Regions from separate parts of the Mus musculus genome. Here regions 1, 3 and 4 are each linked to region 2. A link is a contact called in public HiCAR-type and promoter capture Hi-C data. All regions are on one chromosome and are shown on one strand. Each heading gives the region's core, a stretch centred on a gene start, on an enhancer-like site or on the middle of the called end of the contact. The rest is flanking DNA. Distances are from core to core; before and after follow the strand shown. Region 1 holds the start of Wdpcp (WD repeat containing planar cell polarity effector). Region 2 holds the start of Rel (reticuloendotheliosis oncogene). Region 3 holds the start of Ugp2 (UDP-glucose pyrophosphorylase 2). Region 4 overlaps 5730522E02Rik (RIKEN cDNA 5730522E02 gene).

The links. Promoter capture Hi-C pulls out the DNA fragments that hold promoters and counts their contacts. HiCAR-type assays count read pairs that join an accessible place to other places.
Region 1: a contact with region 2 is called in a HiCAR-type map of astrocytes, with 5 times the contacts expected there. The contact joins the promoter of Wdpcp here to the promoter of Rel in region 2. A contact is called at or near these places in 1 of 39 promoter capture datasets (cranial neural crest), 2 of 484 Hi-C or Micro-C datasets (CD4 T cells and uterus) and 2 of 115 datasets of contacts at active chromatin or transcription factors (astrocytes and bone marrow-derived dendritic cells).
Region 3: a promoter capture Hi-C map of neutrophils shows a contact between it and region 2, with 4 times the contacts expected there. The contact joins the promoter of Ugp2 here to the promoter of Rel in region 2. A contact is called at or near these places in 1 of 39 promoter capture datasets (neutrophils) and 1 of 115 datasets of contacts at active chromatin or transcription factors (astrocytes).
Region 4: a promoter capture Hi-C map of stem cell-derived epiblast-like cells shows a contact between it and region 2, with 4 times the contacts expected there. The contact joins the enhancer-like site here to the promoter of Rel in region 2. A contact is called at or near these places in 6 of 39 promoter capture datasets (cranial neural crest, embryonic stem cells, hippocampal neurons and 3 more), 1 of 115 datasets of contacts at active chromatin or transcription factors (large pre-B cells) and 2 of 9 other capture datasets (embryonic stem cells and embryonic trunk).

What each region holds. Positions count from the first base shown.
Region 1 is chr11:21,570,834-21,573,639 of GRCm38.p6, reverse strand. It overlaps Wdpcp (WD repeat containing planar cell polarity effector), which reads right to left and starts at 1,359. Exons shown (of 18, transcript NM_145425.3): 1 at 1,270-1,359. Mdh1 (malate dehydrogenase 1, NAD (soluble)) reads left to right here and starts at 1,706. Exons shown (of 9, transcript NM_008618.3): 1 at 1,706-1,910. The coding sequence starts at 1,908.
Region 2 is chr11:23,769,542-23,772,366 of GRCm38.p6, reverse strand. It overlaps Rel (reticuloendotheliosis oncogene), which reads left to right and starts at 1,398. Exons shown (of 10, transcript NM_009044.3): 1 at 1,398-1,687. The coding sequence starts at 1,678.
Region 3 is chr11:21,369,279-21,372,054 of GRCm38.p6, reverse strand. Ugp2 (UDP-glucose pyrophosphorylase 2) reads left to right here and starts at 1,426. Exons shown (of 10, transcript NM_139297.6): 1 at 1,426-1,868. The coding sequence starts at 1,850.
Region 4 is chr11:26,127,743-26,130,442 of GRCm38.p6, reverse strand. The region is part of intron 1 of 5730522E02Rik (RIKEN cDNA 5730522E02 gene); the gene reads left to right. Among named protein-coding and RNA genes, the nearest start is that of Mir6372, 73 kb to the left of the region's middle. Within about 2 kb of position 1,427, at least 37 of the 459 cell types and tissues checked have an H3K27ac peak or open chromatin away from gene starts, as enhancers often do. A contact at or near this core is called in embryonic stem cells and stem cell-derived epiblast-like cells, where this site is marked.

The DNA of each region.
Region 1 (2,806 bases), core at 110-2,609, 2.2 Mb after region 2:
AGAACTAATGCCTATTAGAAAACCAAGAAGAAACAGAAACTACAGAGACATGCCCTGGAATTTGAGAGTCCCTGACACAGAGGTAACATTTAGAAATGCAACCCACAAATGAACTAAATGTGGACAGAGACACAGGAAGCATTCCATTATAAAAAGATCAGTGCTCAAGAACAAAATTAAGGCATCAAATGAATAAAGTGATTCTAGGAGTCATTCAAGTACCCTACAGTCTATTGAAACCTAAATGCTATTGGACCCAGAAGTGGCTAGTTTTATGTCAACCAGACACAAGCTACAGTCAGTCTTAAGTTAAGAGGAATTCTCAATTGAAAAGAAAAATGCTTCCACCATAAAGATCGGGCTGTAGACAAGCCCATAGGGCATTTTCTTAATTACAGATTGATGGGGAAGAGCCCAGTCCTTTATGGGTGCTGCCATCTCTGGGCTGGTGGTCCTGGGTTCTATAAAGAAGCAGACTTAGCAAGCCATGAGGAACAAACCAATAAGCAGCACTCCTCCATGGTCTCTGCAACAGCTCATGCCCTCCATATTCCTACTTATTCTGAGTTCCTCGAATGATGGGCCAAAATGTGGAAGAGTAGGCCAAATAAATCCTTTCCCCTAACCTGCTTTTGGTCATGGTGTTTCATCGCAGAAATAGAAGCCCTGACTAAGGCATCATATTTCTCTCTCCAAATACTAAATCTTCCAAAAACAAAACTGAAGCCATCCACCATCCATTTAATAGTGACAGAAAATTCTGACGTTAGACCAAGAGCATATTCATTGGTCTGTTCCAAGGCACATGTTTTCGAATATCCGTACAACAAACGGAGAATACAGATTTCCCTTAACAACTTTCATTTTAAATGAAAGCCTCTTGAGATGTTTTAGCTGCTAACATTTCGCCTGAAACAATCAGTGTCTCCCAACTTCCCCTGGAAGTAACAGGTTTCCAAAAAGAGAATGAGCAAAAAGTGTCAATATTCACAGTCGGCAAAGAAAATTAGATCGGTACACCACAAGTAAACACAAGGAAGGGGCTCACTCCACAAACAAAACTTTCTGACTTTACTTTGGAAAAGTTACACTGACTCAAACTGCAAGACACTCTTCGTCCCTCCTGAAAACTGTGGCATCCACACGCTCCTGACACTAACAGGGGACTCCGGAGGTCGCCCACAACCACCGGCTTCGGATTCAGGATACGCGCATCAGTGCCGCACCCTGTTCTGACCCCCAGATAAAAACCCTCGGGGCCGAGCTCACCAGCCTGGGACGTGAGAACACAGCTCCACAAGCTCTTGGTCTGGAGAGCGCTCAGGTGAGGCTGCCTCGTCGCCTAGCAACGGTGAAGCTGCCCGTTCTTCCGCAAGCGTCAATTCCTCCCGCCTCTGAGAGAGTTTTTAAAAGGTTTTGTTTCCGGGTCGAGCGGGCTTTAAGCAACGGAAGGTCTCTTAGCCGCCCTTGTTTAGTCTTGGGGGAGGATAGATTCTCGGTGGAGCGACGTGTGCTGTCGCTCAGGGGTCGTTTCTCCTCCCTCGAGTTAACGCCTCCTCTCCTGCCAATTGCTGAGCGCCATCAGGCAGGCGCCTCACTCAAAGCACCAACCCTCTGCTCACAGACGCGCTCCAATCACCGAGGCTCAGCCCCGGGACTACTTTGCAGCGAGGCGCGTAGGAAGAAGGGGTTTGGGGGAATTGTAGTTTAGCACTGTCAGGAATGCACGAAGGTGGGCGCCAGAGGTCGCCGGAAGAACTACACTTCCCAGAAAGGGCCGTGTCTCCAGCCGAACCTTTGCGGGCCAGCCCCGCGTTCTCTCCCAGAGTCTGTTCCGCTGTAGAGGTGACCTGACTGCTGGAGACTGCCTTTTGCAGGTGCAGAGATCGGCCTTGCAGTTTGCAATAATGGTGAGTGTGGGCTCCTGGAACCTGCAGCAGCTCCGGCCTCTCGGCCTCCTCCTGCGCTTGATGCGCTTTTAAAAAGCAGTAATGCCGGGAGCTGTCCTCCGCGCGGTTTGCAAAATCTGACTCATTCTCACGACTGTCGCAGTAACCCAGATACTGGAAAGGGGTTCGCAAGGACTCTAGAGAAATCACTGTCCTTGGAAAGTCGGGTCTCAGTCCTTGCGCAGGAGGGACAAAATTTTCTCCGAAGGACCTTAAAGGATTTGTTGTGGGGGATGAGAATTATGGGAGGGGAAGAATTAGGTCCTAACACTATTTTGCCTCTTAAGCTCTTGGAAAGAATAGGCCTCTGATGTTGATTTACCGGTAGTGCTCCAGGTTATGATCCCAGTTTTCAGGAGACATGTTTCCACCATATTTGATTTAAAAGAAAACAAATGTTACTGAAAACCTATTCTTGATCTCCGTTTGTAATGACAGGACTAGCATCGCTAGTCAAACAGTGCCGATATTCTTTACTACTCTGTCATAAATTCTGAAGGCCTCCTTGCAGATGTAACGTAACCATCTTGTTGAAGCTCTAGATCTATCTTGTCCTCAGCGGGCGGAGGGGGGTGACGTGAAAGAGAGCTCTGACGTAGGACTAATCTTCATGCTGTTTGAAGGTGACATTTGCCACCAGACTGGAAATTGCTAAGTACTTTGAAATTTACATTTTAAAAATACGTGTTGTCCTTTAATATCAAGATGGGAAATGTGAGATGAATTGAAAATTTTTGGATGAATTGGAAATTTCACAGAACCCAAGGAGACATGTTTTCAAACAAGGACAAAAACTCCCTCAATCTCTATAAGAAACCCTAAGGGAATAATTACTAATTTCCAGTCATTGTTGCCTA
Region 2 (2,825 bases), core at 149-2,648:
TTGTGTTTAACTAAAAACACAACTGCTATTTATACTCTTTGAGAAGACAATTTGGAACTAGCAGATTTTAATTATTTCCTTCACTTTGGGGGAGTTGTATAACAGGATGAATTTTTTATGACAGGATAGTATATATTTTAATTATCCAACCCCCCCCCCCCCACACACACACACACACTTTGGCGTTCTTTGAAGCGCATGTAGAGGTAAGAGGACAACTTTTGGAAGTTGATTCTGTCCTTCCATGGATCAAACTCAATTTGTCAGGCTTGGTAGCAAGCGCAATTATTCTCTAAGCTATCTTGTTGGCCATGCAAGATGATATTCTCTATTTCCCCTCCATTACTTGTTTTAGTCAGTAAATGACTGGAGAACGTAAGAGGTGGAGCCAGATAACCCTGAGTTATTTCTGTTGTTGAGACAGTCCACCTACCTCAGCCTCCCGCGTGCTGGGAGTGCAGTGCGCTAAACGGGGCTGGATAATCTTAAGCTTAAATCGTGCAATTCCTTTCTAGAACTCTAAAGTATGGACAAGCTACTCAGCTTCTCCAAACCCCAATCAACCCTAATACTCGTGTATACAATGACATGCTAATACATCATAGACTAAGAGAACAGGTGCGTATTAGCAACTGAAGGCAAACAAGATTCCGCCTGACCTGTCAAAGCACCAAAGTTCGGTCCAGGCCTCAGGCCGTGGGTATCTCGGCCAATCTCTGGACGTCGTGTACATTTATACAGAATGGGGTTAGCGGCCTCGCAGTGCAGCTGAAAAACTTTGGTAGGTAAAAGACGTAATGTAGATATAGAGGGAAAATAAGGCTGCGGGGGTCCCCGTATGCAAATCTGCGCCTTACTGCCGAACGCGGGCGCTGGCGCTTCCGCACTTCCCCTCCAGAGCACCCGGACAACTCTCTGGCGCGGGGGCGGAGATTTGCATGTGCGAAATCGGGAAGAGGGGGAACCACCGGTCGAAAACCCCGGGCGGGCCTCGGGCGGCCAAGGAGCGCGCCCGGTGCACCGCCCGGCCCGCCTCCGGCCGCTCGGCCAGCATGACGTCACGAACACGCCCCTCGGCTTTAAGCGGCGCTCTCAAGGACTCTGGAGGAGGGGGATTTCTCAGGGACCGACGGCTTCTCACGCGCGGAGTCGTCGCTGCGCGCCCTCACGGAGCTCCCGGCGCGAGCGTGCAGGCTGTGGTGGCTCTGGAGGAAGTAAGCGCACTGGCCCGCGCGGGGTCGCGCGCCCGCCGCGAGGCTCCGCCCCCCGCCCCGGGTAGGCGGTGGCGCGAGTGACGTAAGCAGCGGGAAATCCCCCCCCCTCCCCCCACGTTCCGCCGGGCGGTCCGCCCCGCCCCCTGCCCCTGCCGCGGCATCCTGGCAAGGCGACGCCAGGACACTAGTGACCGGAGCGCGAAGATTCGGGGGTGGGAAGGTGTGAGCCGCAAACCCAGAGGAGCCGGGAAAGAAGAGGAGGCCCGGGGGTGGTCCGAGGACAGGCGTCCCGGCTGCGGAGGCTGCTCAGCCTCCTCACTGGTTGGCTGACTGACGGGCTAGCTGGCTGACTGCCTGCCTGACCGACTGCCTGGCTGACTGACTCACTGACTGACTGACTGGCTGCCTTGCAGCCTCGGGCCGGACGCTGGAAGCTGCAGCGAGCGGCGCGCGGAGCCGAGCCATGGCCTCGAGTGAGTACCGGGGCGAGCACTCGCGGGTCACGGGGAGGAGCTGTCGGGGGCTCCGTTTGGGGTTAGGACGGTCTGCCTTTCAAGTCTTCTCATCTGGCAAATTGTCAGCCGTTTGAAAAGTTGCCCGCTCCGGGGTTTGCGTGTGAAATCAAAGCGGCGCACTGTAATCTGATCTTCTCCTAATAGCCAGAACCTTCGAAATTCCCAACGGTGTGCTTTTAGGATCACAGGGGGTAATCTCAGTAAAGGAGAGCAGAGAAGCCTCGCGTTTAAAGACTCAGTGGTATGGAGACCCAGTTTTACATTTTTGAACAAAAAAGAGGAACCTCCGGACCTCAGACGAGCTTTCTTTTTTTAAGTCCAATCGTGCTAGCGGCTGACACTGGTACAGAATGTGGCGTGGCTGTGAAAGTCCTCAGTGGCGTTTTAATTCGTTCCAAGCGAAAACACTACCCCCGCCCCCACGAGCTAAAGATGTTGCTTGTCTAATTTACCGTGTAGAGACCTCGATCCCTTCAACCCCCAACCCCAAACCTGCACGCGCGTTTTGTTAGCAGCAAGAGGACGAGATTTGATTATACTTTAAAGTAACTGGTAGGGTTGAAAATGTCATCGTTTAATGTCAGTGTTTTATCTGCCACTAGTAAGTTTTGGATCATCTGCTTTGAGGGGGACATTTATAAGAAACAGTTTACAGGACAGGGGAGTTTAGTATGACAGTCGTACTATATGTAAAGCAAGCACTTGAAGCAGCTGAGATGGTGGTGGGAGCTAAAAATGACACCTTCTGTCTGTAGCAGGACGCTGACCCTTATCTTCCCAGTGACCCTCAGTAGAAGGCAGCCGACGTCTGGCAGAGAAGAGGAAGTAGAAAGCTTAGTGAACTCTTTAAGAGTTGAGCAGAACAATATCATAACTCCTGCTGTAAAGGAAACTGGGGTGTTTCACATGACACTTGATTTCAGTTTGTCTGTGGTTTTCATGAGAAAACAAGTGTAGTTTAAAATATTTCAACTTTCTCTTTACCCATTTAAATGAAGCCAGGCTTTCAGATGCTCTAGTAAATTTGTAAATTTAACTCATGTTCTGATTAGAAGCACAAAAAGGCTTTAAGTATTTAATTCATTGGTAATCAGAA
Region 3 (2,776 bases), core at 177-2,676, 2.4 Mb after region 2:
GTTGTACATTTCAAACCCTTCTGGAAGTGCTTGGTTACAGAACTGACAAACCAAGTAGGGTAACGCGAGAATGTTAAAGAAGACAGGCAGTCTTACAGGCTTAAATGGTTGGCAAGACTAGCTGTGATTGGGCACACCTCAGGGAGTCCCCAGACGGGTGCCAACGTTCTGGCTTTTAACTTCATCTTTCTTTTGGAGACTTCAAGATCTATCATCAGCATCTTAAGGATAATAAGTCATTTTCACTTTGGCTAGAAAAGTAAACGCCCAATTCCAGCACAAACGTGCCCAGGAGTGGGATTCGAGGCAAGGCGAATAGTGATGGCTCTTTCTGGAGAGCCTTTATTTGGCATTCCCTTCGACGCCCCCAGGCCCTCCTCCTGTTGGTGAGCCACACACATCCCATCCCTTTACTTGATTCTGAAAAGGTTGCCTTAACCCTCCTCAAACCCTAATTGGTGGCAGAGCCTTTGGGTCCTCTTGAGAAGAGCCTGGTGTCCCTGAGGAAGGGGAGTTCAAGGTTTCCTCAACGGGCAAATTCTGGTGGAGTGCAAACACAAGCACACGCTTCGGTTTTCTCACACGCTCGTGGCATCTGCAAACAGCAAGCAGAGACAGACGTGCTTGGCACCGTGCTGCTGCCTGTGCAGCTCCCACGCGTGGGATTCCCGCCTTCGCTTCTGCGCCCGCCTCCCTCGGGCCTCGAACGCCCCGCCCCCTGCCACCTCCGCGTGTCTCATTGGCCAGGTCCTTAGGCAAACTTCGGCTCCGGACTGGCGGCTGTGCCTGTCGCTCTGAGCAGTAGGGACATTTCCGCATTGGGAGGGGGGAAGGAGGGGGAGGGGAGGTGTGTGGCGAAAGTGGGGGCTCCGGTGTCCGGAGGCGGCGGGCTGGAGGGTCAGGGGCTGCGCACGCTGGCGCCAGGCTCCAGGTGTTTGCGTGTGACGGGAGCGGAGGGGAGGTCGCCTCGGCCACGCTCGTGCAGCGTGCGAGACCTGATTCCAGGCCCCCAACTTCTCAGCCCTCGAGGGAATAGGAAGGTGGGTGTCGCTTAAGGGGCGGGCCGGGCTCCGAGCGACCTCCTTGTGGGGTCCTGCTCCGAAAGGCGTGGCCGGGGGCCGACAGTGGGGCGTGGAAGAGTAGGGGGCGGGCGGGCGGGCGGGCGAGGGCGTGTCAGGGAGGGCCAGGCCTCCCGGGGGGTCTGGGCGGCCAGGCCCGGGGGGCAGGGAGGGGGCGAGCCGGGCCCTGGTGTGGAGCGGCTGCGTAGGGGAGGGCGGCCAGTGGAGGCCGCGGGCAGCTGTCTGCCCGAGTGCGGAATTCGCAGCATCTCCGAGTCCCGGCTATTTATGGGCTGGAGAAAAGGTTGCGTTGCCCCTTCGCCGGCCTCCCCGCCTCCCGATCTACACGGGGCGCCAGCAGCTCGCCGCTGGACGGCCGCCGGCGAGGGGCCTCGGGGTGCGGCCGGGGGCCTGCGGCAGTCCTGCCCTAGAGGGCGTGGAGACCGGAGGGCGGTGAAGCGGCTCTAGGTCCGCCTCTCCATTGATGAAATTTAAGTTCGTCTGGTTTTACCTTTTCCGGAGTCTCCAGTCGTCCCCTGTTGGTGTCGGGATCGCTGAGTAGCCTGGAGTTCCCTCCCAAGCTGAGTCGGTCCCACCAAGTTTTCCGTCTTCAGGATTTTTCTTTTTAAAGACTAGTTTTGATTTTTTTTCCCCCCGAATTCTTCTTTAAGTAGTTAAACATCGGAGGAGAAAGAACACTTCGGTTGCAGGGAAGGGAGAGAGACCTTCCTTACAACGTAGATTCTAGAAATTGAAAATTATAAGCCAGATTATTTTAATAAGATCCTAAAATGTCGAGATTTGTACAAGGTAAGACATTTTGCTTTCTGTCTCTTGGCTGCTTCGTCCGATTTTGAATATTGGTAGTCTCTAAGTAAGTGGGTAGTTTGTAACTGGAAGTGTTCATTTGTGATACCGTTTGCCAGACCTTTTTGGTTAAATTGGTATTTAAGCTGCTTTGCGCCACTTATTGGGTTGGCATTTCATATACGTGTTTGTATGCCTCTGCGCCCTGCAGGGGTTATTTCTACCTTCTAAAATCAGTTTTAATAGTATTCTGACATCGTGGATAGTAATTGTAAAAATCAAAACAGGATTTTTGACTGCTGATTAATTCTTGTTCCCTTCTTGCACTCGATGATAAGTTAGTTATCTTTGTGGGACAAGGAAACCCAGAGGGCTAGGGACAGGCAGATGCGTTTGTCAAGACTAGTAGGAAGCTCTCCACTTCTTTTCTGTGTGTACGTGGATTGAGTCTCAGAGTAATTTATTGCGAAATCAGTAGTTTGTAGACACTGGAGGTCATACCAGTCAGAGAAATGACTTTGCTGCAGTGCTCTTAGCTTTTTCTTTTTTAATATAGAAAGATTATGCTTTCTTTAAATTTGAAAATTACCATTCAAATCTGTATATGTGTAAATAATGCATTTAGCAAATACCCCTCAACCAAGCTGTAGTATTGCAATTGGGTGCTGCCTTAAACTTCTGTCACAAAACTGTATAGAGTTTGCCTATAAGAAGCCTTTCCTTCCAGACCCCAGTGTGTGAAAGCTTCAGCCATCTTGCTTAATACATGCAGTAAAGTTTGCAACCGCTTCACGTGATCCTCAGTGACTGTCCATGCACCTTTCCCCTTTCCTTTTAAAGTTATGCTAGGGATGTCCATCATTTGACCCTGGAAATGAAAATGCCATACAGGCTTATGCCCCACTTTACTA
Region 4 (2,700 bases), core at 178-2,677, 2.4 Mb before region 2:
CATAAAAAGGGATGGCATATGATATAGACAAAGAAAAGGTCCAAAGGATTTTTCTGCAATTGATTATTACAGTAGACTGAGGATAACTACCATACCGAAATTAAAATTGTGGCTTGAGTATTTTTCTCATTTCTTTTAGTCTTCTGTTGTGTTGTTATAACAAAATAACACACACACACATTACATTTCTTATGGATCTACAGTCTTAGAAATCCATATTAAATGCTTCATATATACTGAGATTTGTGATTGTACTATGGGAAGTGGGAAGGCATCATATGCTGAGCAAACTGATTGTATAACCTCATTTTACCACCTCTTGTAGAGCCACTTACATTATCACAGGACCCCACCCCCATGACCTCTTCTAGTTACCTCCTTGGGATGAAAACACAATTGAAGACTGATTTTGTAAAACATGGGGATACTTCCATTCAAAAGATTTATCAATTTCTCAAAAATTGTAAGGAACTCAAATATGCCATGAGTTAGATTCTAGTCAATACTAGGATGTGTAAACTGAAATACTTAGTAACAAAGCTGGGACCAAGCTTATTCTCTGAGTATTGCTACACCATTGTAGAGGCTTTTTCTGAATGTTATTTTACACTTGTACTTAACTACTCATTACTGCTACATATAGAAAATCTGACCCTTTAAGACTATAAATGGGTTATGTTAGCTATGTGAAATAACAACTGGGTTATTTATTTATTTATTTATTTGGTCATATAGTTCACACTTGCACTGTGTTCCATATGTAGGGCAAGGTTGGCCTTGGAACATGTTTTTCTTGTCTGTCTCCTGGCTACTGGGGATGGGTACCACTATGACCAACTCAGAGTTTGTGTTTAATGAGCCCAAACATTGAGGAATACATAGTTTATGTATCACTTTTCAAAAATTCATGTCTTTTGCTTTGGAAAAAAATTATACTTGAAATTTTATGTTTTGCAGTCACATAATCTCAAAAACAGGTTATCTATGGTCATGTCCCTACATTACCTTTAAAATTATAGTTATTGATACATGTCATTGTGCCTTAAAGTAGTATTTACGCACACACACACATGCCCACACACATATTGAGCACTGATCACATCTATTCTTTTCACAACCGTCCCTACTCCCTCCCCCTCCCTTCCCTACTAAGCCAGTTCCTTTCAGACTAGCTTTTTACTGATGCTAATTCTGTTCTCCTGTGAGTGGTTGTGAACAAGGAGTGAGTCAGCACTCAGGATTTCCTGTAAACCTGCTTCCCACCTTAATTTGTAAAATAAAGAAGAGCTGATGATTGGGCAGATAAAAGGGAAGGTGGAGTGGAAGGCAGGAGGAAGAAGGAGATAATGGAAGAGGGAGAGGATGCAGAGGAGCAGAAAGACTAAGAAAAGTGGAGCAGAAAGAAGCACATGGCCCGGAGAAACAGCAGATTCTAAGGGGTCACCTAAGCTGTGGAAGATGGTAGTGTAGCAGTAGGTAGATCTGCCCAGTCTAGACGCACAGCGTGTAATCAATTAACTGGGCTGTGTTTTCATCGCCAGGGCATATCTGGGTTGGAGATTTACCGCAACATTTTACTTTTCCTTTCCCAGTTTCTATATGATCGAGAAGATAATACTTGTCTTTCTGTATTTGGCTTATTTATTATCTCACTTCTGTTTCCTATTTTCCTCTTCTCTCTTCTTCCTTTCCTTGCTTTGGCATTAAACCCAGGGTGTTTTAGGCAAGGGCTACATATTGAGCTGCACCTGCAGCCCAAAGCTCTCCGTGAACCTACTACAGCCAGATGTTTCTTCTCTTTTCCTTAACAACAGTTCCTGCCAATGCAACAGTGACTTCTGTGACCTTTAGCCCAGTTTCTCTTTCTTAAGCCTCTGCTAATGTAGGTTAGTGGGCACTCCCTGACAGTGGCGTTCTCTCTGCATTTCAGACACTCTGTATGGACAGGCAAGGCAGCCTTCTGCTTGACTATCCCCTACTTGTTCAGCATTTACCAGTACAGAGTTTTTTTTTTCTCTTGTCATTCAGATATGAGACTATTCCAATGTTCATTCCTGAGTCCTCTTTTCCTATATTATAGGTCCTATAATAACTTTAAAGATGGTACCACTGTCCCATACAGCTCATTGAAGTTCACATCGTTTAAAAGCTAGGAACTATAAAATTATACCTACAGAGGCTGGAGAGATAACCCAGTAATTGAGAGTACTGGCTGTTCTTCCAGAGAACCCAGGTTCTATTTCCAGCAACTTCAAAGTGGATTAAATACTCTGTAGGTCCAGTTCCTGGTGTGGGCTGTGGGTTGTACTGTTCTTTGAGACCACCAAGCATGCATGTGGTGCAAAGACAGACAGTAAGGCAAAACACTCATACAAAGGAGATAAGTTTTAAAAAATAACAGTATGCCTCCGTCTTTGACTACCCCTCTGAATACCAGTCCTGTGTAACTGTTAGCTTGAAGGTCCACTTGGAAACTAATAACTCTAATTTTTCATCTTCCAAACTAAAATTATTTCCATTCCTTAGTCAAAAAAATCTTCCACACATTAGTCAAGGGCAACTCTTTCCTTCCATTTGGTAATCAAACACAGGTTTGTGGTGACCCCTCTTGCCCAGTGTCCTTTCTAGTTAGAACCATCTACTCTCTGTAGTAACAGTCTGAATATGACATCTCCCCAGTGCCTTAGTTCTGTCCAAATG